Linked DNA regions of Gossypium hirsutum: region 1 is linked to region 2. Evidence: chromatin contacts called from public Hi-C data. All regions are on one chromosome and are shown on one strand. Each heading gives the region's core, a stretch centred on a gene start, on an enhancer-like site or on the middle of the called end of the contact. The rest is flanking DNA. Distances are from core to core; before and after follow the strand shown. Region 1 holds the start of LOC107962851 (pathogen-associated molecular patterns-induced protein A70). Region 2 holds the start of LOC107962852.

The links. A called contact is a pair of places that touch in the nucleus more often than the background predicts.
Region 1: a Hi-C map of leaf shows a contact between it and region 2, with 4 times the contacts expected there. The contact joins the promoter of LOC107962851 here to the promoter of LOC107962852 in region 2. A contact is called at or near these places in 5 of 34 Hi-C or Micro-C datasets (hypocotyl, leaf and petal).

Annotation. Positions count from the first base shown.
Region 1 is chrA06:30,108,002-30,113,054 of Gossypium_hirsutum_v2.1, reverse strand. LOC107962851 (pathogen-associated molecular patterns-induced protein A70) reads left to right here and starts at 2,150. Exons shown (of 1, transcript XM_016899394.2): 1 at 2,150-3,548. The coding sequence starts at 2,513. The coding sequence ends at 3,409.
Region 2 is chrA06:29,869,347-29,874,811 of Gossypium_hirsutum_v2.1, reverse strand. LOC107962852 reads left to right here and starts at 3,600. Exons shown (of 7, transcript XM_016899396.2): 1 at 3,600-3,929; 2 at 4,094-4,196; 3 at 4,320-4,440; 4 at 4,810-4,931; 5 at 5,042-5,163; 6 at 5,441-5,465. The coding sequence starts at 3,779.

The DNA of each region.
Region 1 (5,053 bases), core at 901-3,400, 240 kb before region 2:
AGAATTGGTAAATGATATGTATGTGTATTCAGTTAACGATAGATAAATTAGATATGTATGCATATAACATGTACGTTGGTGGTTTGATATTTATGTGACAAGTTGACATATGTGTATACGAATATTATATGGTAAGTTTAACTTAAAATTTATGGTGGAATTGGTATGATTAAAATGTTTGATTTTGATAGTCGAGTAGATGAACAAGTAAATAGGTTATGTAATTGTAATTTTTGTCATGATGTTGGCATATACATTTTGGTATATTTGATTAAATAATTATGTTTTGAAATTATTCGTAGATTGATTGAATATATGATAATTGAAGTAATGCTTGTTTATTAGAAGTGTTATATGTGTATATAGTAATAAAGAAGAATGAAAGTTGACTTTAAATAAGACATACGTGGTTAGCATGTTATATATGTTCGGCTAAACTTTAGGAAAATGACCTTATGAATAGTAACTTGGTTTTTAATATATCTATATAACCTATTATAATTGATTTGATTTAGTATAGGTCCAAATGTGATGAATTAAAATGATTAAATTTCTATGTGTATCCATGAATGTCCGAAAATTGTGTTTTCGTTTAGTAATACCTCGTAACCCTTTCCTGACGACAGATACGGGTTAGGTGTGTTACACTAGTATGGATTTATGTGTACTTAGAATGTCATACTTGGAGTTTTGTTGCCTTCAATCTTTGCACATATTACACACACTCTCTGCTGCCTTTAGGTTATGCAGTCACATGCATATTTTAACGCCTTCGGGCTTAGCACTTAGGTGCTCTTTGGTGTGTTTGGCGGCTTGGCACTTTGGTCCCCATTGGTGTGTTTTGAAGGGATTTGATTTGGTACCTAGCACTATGTGCTCTTTGGTGTGTTTTGGAGGAAGTCCCATGTATCCAAGTCATTTCCTTATATTATTATGGGCCATTTGAATAAAAATATTGATAATAAGATGTTCTTATGATTATAAAATTTAAATGTACTCTAAAGTATATTTTTTTAAAGGATTAACAAGTTAAAAGGCTATGTTTTTATGATAAGGTCATCCTGTAGCCATAAGACATGAAATTGTGCTTAAAAATTATGTATTGGTATACCCCTAATAAGGAAACAAATGAGGGAAGATATGCCTTACATAAAGAATTTATAGCCATAAGTGGAACACACATGTGAATAAACTAGAAAGTTAAGTTAAAAAGGCTATGAACTTAGATTGAACAATATTGGTAACCTTGATAATAATCTTGAACATGAATTCTCAATACGAATTGTTAAAGAACCAATAACCAGTAAATTGAACTCTATAATCAGTAATCAAAACCGAATCTGTTAAAATGGCTTAGTATGATGGAAATGAACTTGAAAAATTCTTAATAAGGGACTTAACATTTATATTAGTATAAGATAAATAAGCTTATCCTTGATTACATACTAAGTTGTTAGGCTCATGCATTAGTGGTTTAAAACGCGCCAATGAGAAGTATAAGATTTGAATTTCACATCACCTTTCATTGAAGTTGTAATGTATTTATATTAATTGTTATTGCATAAGGACTTTGACATGTACATAAAGACTTAATTTGAATATGATATTTATAAAAAAAATAGTTGAAATTCAAGTTATTTTGATGTTATTAATTAAGTTTTATTTCGTTATGTTACTTGAATGAGTTTATGCCATGTATTTAAGTTTAAATGAAGTTTGAAATTAATTTATGATGAGGTTTAAATGCATTTATGTTTTTTTTAAAACTTGATTAATTTGATTTAAAGAATATTAATATAAAATAAAATAAACATTTTCATAAAAGGAAAAGAAAGTTAAACTTAAAAATATTATAATAACATCTATCATTGTATTGATGGTGAAAACGAGCGAAAAATATTACGAAAATAGAATTTGATACATAAAATAATAGCTAGATTGACAAAAATTCTTGATTGATAGTAATTATTAAAAATTTTGAGCTATACATTAAAAATGTATAGTACAATTAATCCTTAAAAAAGTTTATGAAAGTAAAACATAACACTTAACATCAAATACCATTATATCAAAACCCTAAATGCGATACACTGTCAGCCACTCAGCCCTCCTTTAATGAAAGATAGCCCTACACCCTCATATTTGCTCTGGCTTCCATAAAAGCCAAGCCAATCTCTCCCTTCTCTTTTGTCTGTTTCTCACAAAATCTATTCACTCTCCCCAGCACATGCCTTTTCAAAATCTTCACACTAAAAACTTTAAAAAATTATATATATATATATAACCCTTTCTTTATTATACATCAACACAAAAAATGGAGATCTTGACAAGTATCCAAACTCAAATATCCTAGAGAAAATCCCCCATAAAAATTTCATAAACAGTTGGCCCGCCCTTAAACACAACCCTCCACCACTTTACCTTCCACCATTTCTTTTCCCATTACCCCTTGTCTTTCTCTTCTCATTTTAGTCCCTAACCAGACACATCCAAAGCCACGTTGGAAGAACCAATGTCAACAGTACCATATTCCCTATGGTCTTCCATTTTAAGCTGGTTTACCCCAACTGTGTTCTTTGTCTTCCTTAACCTTACAATAGGTACCATCTATTTCACTTCCACTTTGAGTTCCAGCAAGCCTAGTAGTGACGCACAAAGGCAGTACCACCCAGATGATGAAACAAACCCAAAGTTTGTTAGATCTCCATCTATGTTGCAGAGGCTGAAATCTATCAACTTGTCTGCTTACAGATCTCAAGAACCTGTTGTTGCTAGTGCTACCACTGCCTATGAAAGTGTCTCTGATGTGGGTGATTTCCATTTCTCTTTTCAACAACAAACCCCTCAACAACAGCGCCAGCCTTCCTTTGAGAGATCCCCTTCTGTTTTGCAAAGGCTAAAGTCCATTAACCTCTACGGTTACTTCTCCCCAGAGCAGACCAAAAGCCATGAGAGTTACCCCCATTATCCTCCAGAGGTAGCTCAGGGTGAGGGACATGATGAAAAGGTGCAAGAGCCTGAAAAACAAGATGAAAGGGAGGGAACCCAAGGTGAAGGAAAAACGCTTGATGAAGTATACAGTCAACTGAAGGAGGGAAATCATGTTGCGAGGACCAAATCTGATACTAAACCAGCATCTGGTGAGGTACCAACTAAGCTTCCGAGGAAGATGAAGAAATCTGCAAGTGTAAAGTCTGCTTTTCAACATTTCGAGGAAGGAGATATCGTGGAAAATCGACGGCCGGCCACCGTGAGAGAAGGGAAAGAGAAAGCTACGGAGGAAGAAGACGATGAGGTGGATGCCAAAGCTGATGATTTCATCAACAAGTTCAAGCACCAGCTGAAACTGCAAAAGCTTGATTCCATCATTAGGTACAAGGAGATGATCAATAGAGGGAGTGGTAGGTGAAAAGCTTTACATTTTCAATCTTTTTTTTTGGGGGGGGGTTAATTTCAGGGTTTAATTATTGGTGTAGATCTACTACTGGTATTGTTTACATCTGTTGGAACTTTGTGTTCAGGAAAAAAAATATGGCACTTTCATTTCATTTTCTGGTTTTTTTATTTTTTATTTTAAGTTTCCTTTGAATGGGGTTTATCAGTTGTGTTATTTGGTTGTTCTCTAGGCATTTATATCCATTAATGTCCCAATTAGTACTGTTTCCTGGTTCATGAATCATATGATTGTCACCATTGCCATTACTAGCATTAGTTTTTAGCTGTTATCTACTAAGAGTTAAAGTGGGTACAAGAAAAATGTTGTAGAAGGGCATGCCATGCAATGGACCCTTAGTTGTTTTTTCAGACAAGACTGTGGAAACCTGTAGGTTCCAAGTCTGGAAGTGGAGAAAAACTGTGTAAAGAGGGTATTGGCCTGTTTTACAGGAGGAGAGGGCAGGCCATGCTTACAAAGACCCCACGTTTTGTTTTGGATTGAAAGGGACAGAACAGAAGAGGAACGATGGTGGGATTGAAATTGAAGGGAGAGATGGGGTAATTTGGTACAAATATATATGAATTTATTTACTGAGTATTAGGTACATTAATCTTATATTTTTATTTTATAAGTAGTGGCGAAGTCTGAATTTAAGTGTAATTGTTTAAATTAAATTGTATATTTTTATAATTTTTAAAAGATAAAATTAAATTTTTATTATTTTTAGAGAGATTAAAATATAATTTTATTTTTATTAATTTAAATTTTTATAAGTTTTAAAGGGAGTTAAAAAAATTTTAATTTTAGAGATGGCCGGGACTATACCCGCGCCTGGCTAGGATAAAATATTTTATATAATATTTGTTTATTTTTAATATCATTTGTGGAGTTTAAAAATTTTAATGTGTGAAATATTTTTTATTAGATTTGTCAAATATTTTCCTTTTAAATTTGTTTGTCCACATAAAATGGCGATCTCCATCTGTCGCACTGTCAGGTGCTTGGCTGTGATGCACGTGGGAGATTATGTTTGGCTACTATGCATTTACACCCAAATTTAATGTGCATGTAAATGATGTATGGGGGATAGTAAGAGTTTGGAGTTGCCATTCCCGCCTATCAATTTGACGTTTGATGGAGTGAAATTTAACAGGTAATTGAATTGAAATAAAATTTGAATTAATTTAAATAAAATTATTTGAGGTAAATTAAAAAAATATCTTGAATTAATTTTTTGTTATAATATAATTAATTTTATGGAGAATATAAATTTAAAATTATATATATTTGAAATTATTTTCAAAGTAAAATAAAAAATAAAATAAAATACTTTAATATGATAAATTTAATTTATAAATTAAATTATTTAGGTCCCAAAAATTATTATTTTAGAAAATTATTATTTTTTATATATTTGTTAGATTTTTTAAAAAAAATTATAATTTTATAAATAATTTGAATTTCAAAATTATTTTAAGTTTCTTTTTTTTGTATTTTTTTTTGTTGAGAGAGCAATTTTTTCATTTTTAAAAATTGACAAGGACTTAATGAGTATTTATATTAAACGATTATTCGAAATATTTGAGTTGCTCAATTTGTAAAATTTAATTCAACTCT
Region 2 (5,465 bases), core at 2,351-4,850:
TAAAAATGGTGTTTCTTAGGTTAAAATTCAGTGGAAGATGGACAACAAAGACGATGGCTTTGTTTTTCACTAATTTACTAACCTTTAGTTTTTAAATTACTAATTTAACTTTAGTAATTAACCTTTGAAATCACATATTTAATGTTCATATTTGTCCACCCATAATAACAATGGTATATTTACCACATAAATCCCTCATAGTCAATTAGTACCTTTAACTTATAGAACTCTAATTTTGCACCTTTTATTATTTAGTCCTTTTTACCAAGTTAAACATGCAAACGATAAAATTTCTTAATGAAATTTTTATAGGACCTTGCTAACATACTGTAGATATTAAAATAATATTAAAATAAATATTCTCACTTCGGATTGTGGTCTCGAAACCACTGTTCTAATTTTACTAAAAACGGGTTATTTCACAAATGGTTCGTTGAATCTCCATTTGCTGAACACAATTAATCTCCATAGTTATATTGGGCTCTGAACCACCTATATCCATTGTTATTAAACAGATTAAGCTAAACCTTTAACAAGGCAAATTAAAATAAAAACACAAAGTAAAATGCTATACATTGAAATAAAATAAAAGCCCTATTTAATTTCCCTATCTTTCAACAAATATTGCATCAAAAGTAACTCACTTGACTACACATATACACCATTGCAATCCCCGGTAATGGCATTAACAGCCTCTCGATGCACTAACTTAGAGAGTATGACACTGCTACTAAAAATATGGAGTTGAGGCGGTATTCGCAAGTATACAGGTCAGGTTGTAATATAGTTTTACAACGGAATAGGTAAGTGCTCCGAGGATCGTAACTAAGGGAGGCAAGTACTAAATTAAAATTAACTTAAACGTAAATAGATCTAATTAGTAATTTAAATAAATTATAGTTAGATGATCATAAAGTGAAAAAATATTTGTTTTTATAATAAAAGAAATAAACTTGCATAAACTAATAAACTGGAGAACTAATATGTGAGTCAATCAAATCTAAGCATGGGAGACTAACTCGCTTCGGTGGTCATAACTAATTCTTATTCCGGGTTCTACTCAACCAACTGGTCATTAACCTAGCAGGATTTTTAGATCTTCCACTAAACTAACGAGTCGACAAGAACTACTTATCTCTCGACCTCACAGTCTAGATTGAATTAGGGTAAGGGGTTTATAAATAGGCAATACCAATTTTGGGTTAATTCCCACCTAGATGACTTCCTAGGGTTGTTAGGCCTAAGGTTTAAGTTCTTCCTATCCCAAATAGTTGATCCACTAAGAAACCCTACATAGAAATTAATTAATCCCACGTCCACTCGCTAATCCCCCATAAGAGGATTAGTTCGTCATGGATCCCATAAATAATATAAACTTGATGAATAAAGTAAACATAAGAAATAGATCAAGAGTAAAAGTGAAGGGAAATCCTTATTTGTATTCGAACGATTAAAGTGCAGAAATCCTCAAATAGTTTGTTGAATACACAAGTCAGATTCTTTGCATAACAAAAATAAACTGAAAAGAAATCCTAAGTACAAAAGAAACTCAAAACTGAGAACTAAATTGAAAAGAAAATTCTAAGTTACAAAAAAGATGTTTTTCAAGTGTTTGATCAACCCTATTTATAATATTAGGGTTGGTCTCGTCCCTAGCCCTAGTTCGGCTGACGTTTTTACATTAAATTTCATTGTGCGAACCAAAATGCCCTCAACTCGTTAATGCTTTACGTACAAGGCTGGTGTCGCGACATCCATTGCTCTCTATGTTGTGACATTAAAGTCAGATTGCTTGGCTCAAGCTCAGCTTCAGGGGTGTGTCGTGGCATCCTCTGTCTTTGGATTATTTCTAACTAGGTAATCAAGTATTTTTTAAATTAAAACTTGATAGCGATTGGACTTTTATAATTTAGTCTTTGAGCTTTAATTAACTATTTTCTCTGTTAAATTACTTAATCAATCTTCAATTTTTTTTCATCACAACTTCATTAATCTTTATATTTCATCCTCGCAAACTCAATTTACAGAAATGAAGTTCTGAAACTGTATTTTCTGACACCACTTAAAATCAGGTTGTTACAAGCACTTCCAAAAGATGCATCCATTCATGCGAATAAGTTGTCTATTCATGGCCAAATGAGGCCACCTTCCTGATTATATTTTGTAGAGATAAATGCATCCTTAGTAGCATAATGATCCTAAATAAGTAAACTCCAAAACTTATCCCAAGATAGAGCCCAATAAATCAAGTAAAATCAACACATAAATCACCAAGGCTAAAAGATAAGATAAGCCTTATCCAGTAAGCAAGTCGACCGGCTCTTCTTTAAGCCATCAATTTTGGTCCACAAGGTTGAGACGAAACAAATACATCTTTGGATCCATTTGCTTATGGTAAAATCCTATTAGAAGGCCCAAATAAAAAATGTCAACATCTCACATCACTTCGGTTGTCCTAAGGTCTTGTCTGAATAAGTGTTTGAACAAGAGTCGAAACATCAGTCTTGGACAGCCTTGGTTTAACAATGTTTTTAAGAAAAAATATCAACACCAACAATTTAACAAGAATAATTAATGACTATTCAGACTAATTAATGACATTTATGTCAAATAAAGTATAAGGATTAATAATAATATTTAATCATAATAGAGGAATTGAAACCAAATTATATATAGACATCTATAATTGAAAATATACAAATAATTATTTGATATACTAACAGGGATGGAAATCTTTAACTCCACAAGTGAAGTTGAGGTATTGTCATGTCTTTAATTTTTTTTCTTTTATGAAAGAATGTGTCCTTAAATTGTAGTTAAAAAAGTAATAAATAAGTGAATATGACATGTAGCAAGATCTACACACCGGTTGAGAAGTTAAAAATTTTTATTTTATCGCTTATGTATTAAACAATCACTCAAAAATATAATATAATAATGAAAATGAATATTGATTTAAGCCTGCAGGCTTTAACTTGATAATATTTTGAAAGTTAATTTGATTTATCACCAGATTGTATTGTTGATTGTTTGTATCAAGGTTATAATTTTATCAATAATATAACAGTGTTCTGAATAAAATACTAATGCAGTGGTAAGATTCCATATGGATTTTAAGTCTGTGAACATCAAATTTAGGGTTTGAATCGTATAAAAATTTCCCCAAATTTGTAATGCTTGTTTCCACCTGTGCTACTTGAGTTGATGTAAAGGAAGTTTTCAATGAATTTCAAAAAGAAAAGGAGAATTTGTGTAAGGATTGACTCAATGAGATATAAAAAGAAGTTATTTTTGTATAAAAGATTAAGGAAGAGAGATTGTCTAAAAGTTAAACCCGAGATTAATATAATTGAAATTTTAAACACAGATAGGTTTGGTGAATAAATGAAAGGCAAGAGGCTTAAAGCCATGCCTTCATGTGCCAACTTAGAGAAATTTACCATAATTCAAGATTGGGCCTTCACAAAAGGAAAGAAATTTTATTTTTCTTTTTTTGGATCCTATTTACAGGTCTATGTAATCTGAAAACAGCCTCAGAAAGAAAAAGGGCCTATATAGCCCATGTTGGGAGAAGATAAAGGGAGGGGACACATATGAAACATCGTCAAATTCGAATGAAAACAAATGCAAAATCGAACATAAAGCCGAAGAAAAATATTCCCCGGAAGTATAGAGCAGATCATAAGAAAAAAAAAACCCAAACATAGACAGTGGAAACAGAGAAGGAAAAGTTGACAGTTTTTCTTTCAAAGAAAAAAGAAAAAAAAAAGAGGAAACAATGGTTTGGATGGTGAATCAACAGGTAGGAAGAGGAAGAAGTCGAACATGGGGAGTTGCATTGCTTTGTTGGCTTTTCATCATGTTGGTTACTCCAAAGATCCCACTTTCTTACAGGAACCATCTCTATGCTGACATGCGCAACTTCGTAGGTAACTCTTTCTTTTACATCGTGTTTTCTAAGAAACAAGTGAAGTGAAGTGAAGGTATGGGATGGGATGGGATGGGATGTGGAAAAAAGAAGAAGAGAAAATTGTACATTAAAAGGGAAAATTTGCAAAATTTTATGTTTCCTCATTCTTTGTTTTGCTTATAGGAGTTCCTAACACGTTGAATGTGATCACCAATTTCCCATTTCTGATTGTGGGTGTTCTTGGGTTTGTTCTTTGCCTTGGAGGAGGAAGCTTTTTCAATATAAGGTTGTTTTCTTGCCCCCTTTTTTTAAAAAAAAAATTAGATTTCTTTAAGTTGTAATTTTTAAAGGATAAATTTATGACCATTTGCTGATTAACTGATGTTTATGGACGGTGGATTGGTGGCAGATTGCCAGGAGAGATGTGGGGCTGGCTGCTTTTCTATGGAGGAACTGCTAGTGTGGCTTTTGGTTCTGCTTATTATCATCTCAGGCCTGATGACAATCGAGTACTTCTGGACACCTTGCCGGTTAGCCTTGCAACTTTACTTCTTTATATTCTTTTTATTTGTTCCTCTAGCTTTCGGTTCTTGATGGTTGTTTCCATCATTCAAATGTTGTTCTTAACACAGCTATTTGCCGTAGTTGAAACCATGAACTTCAATATTATATTTTTGTCTATTCTTCGAATTTGCGCTTCATTGCTGAATGCCAAATAGTTGAAATCTCACTTGCTTTGTTTCTAATTTGGTGTTTTTATTGTCTTTTTACATAGAAAGAATCAGAAATTGCAGATGAGTTTCCATTCTATTTCATCCACAATCATAGCCCCTTTGGAATTTTACTACCATATTTCTGTCAAATGCTCCATAACATCAAATTAATTCACATATGTGCAGATGACGATTGCTTATTCCTCTCTTTTTTCTACTTTTATACTCGAGAGACTCGGAGAAAGAATTGGATTAAGTTGCCTTTTTTCACTAGTAGTTCTTGCTGTTCTAAGCACGAGTTATGCAAGGTTTGATTCTTTCTTGAGATGATCTTTTCATCTGTTCACTGAATTGGTCAATGCTTGTCATTCAGATTTCGATTTGTTTTGGCTGAATAAGACTCGATTATTGTTTGCAGAACATTTAATGATCTTCGGTTGTGCATGATATTCCAGTTAATTCCGTGCATTGCTATTCCGATCATGACATTTTTGTTCCCACCTAAATATACCCACTCTAGATACTGGCTTTGGACGGTAGGTATGTCATTTGTCTTCCTTTTCCCGTCTCACATGGAAATCCCACTTCAAGCAAATAATCATGTGGAAAAAGGGTTAGAAATTTGTGGTTTACTACAATTAGCATGCTAGGAGCTGTATGGAATATGCTTCCTTTGGATTGTCTTCTTTAATCTTTATGTCATTTTATACTCTCTCGTTCTCTCTGTTTTCGAAAAGCATTGGGAGTATATTGTATTTTCTTTCCTTGCTCTCAAGAATGTTGGTTTGCTTAAAAATACGATAACAATCTGGTACAGGAGTTTTCATCCTGGCCAAAATGGA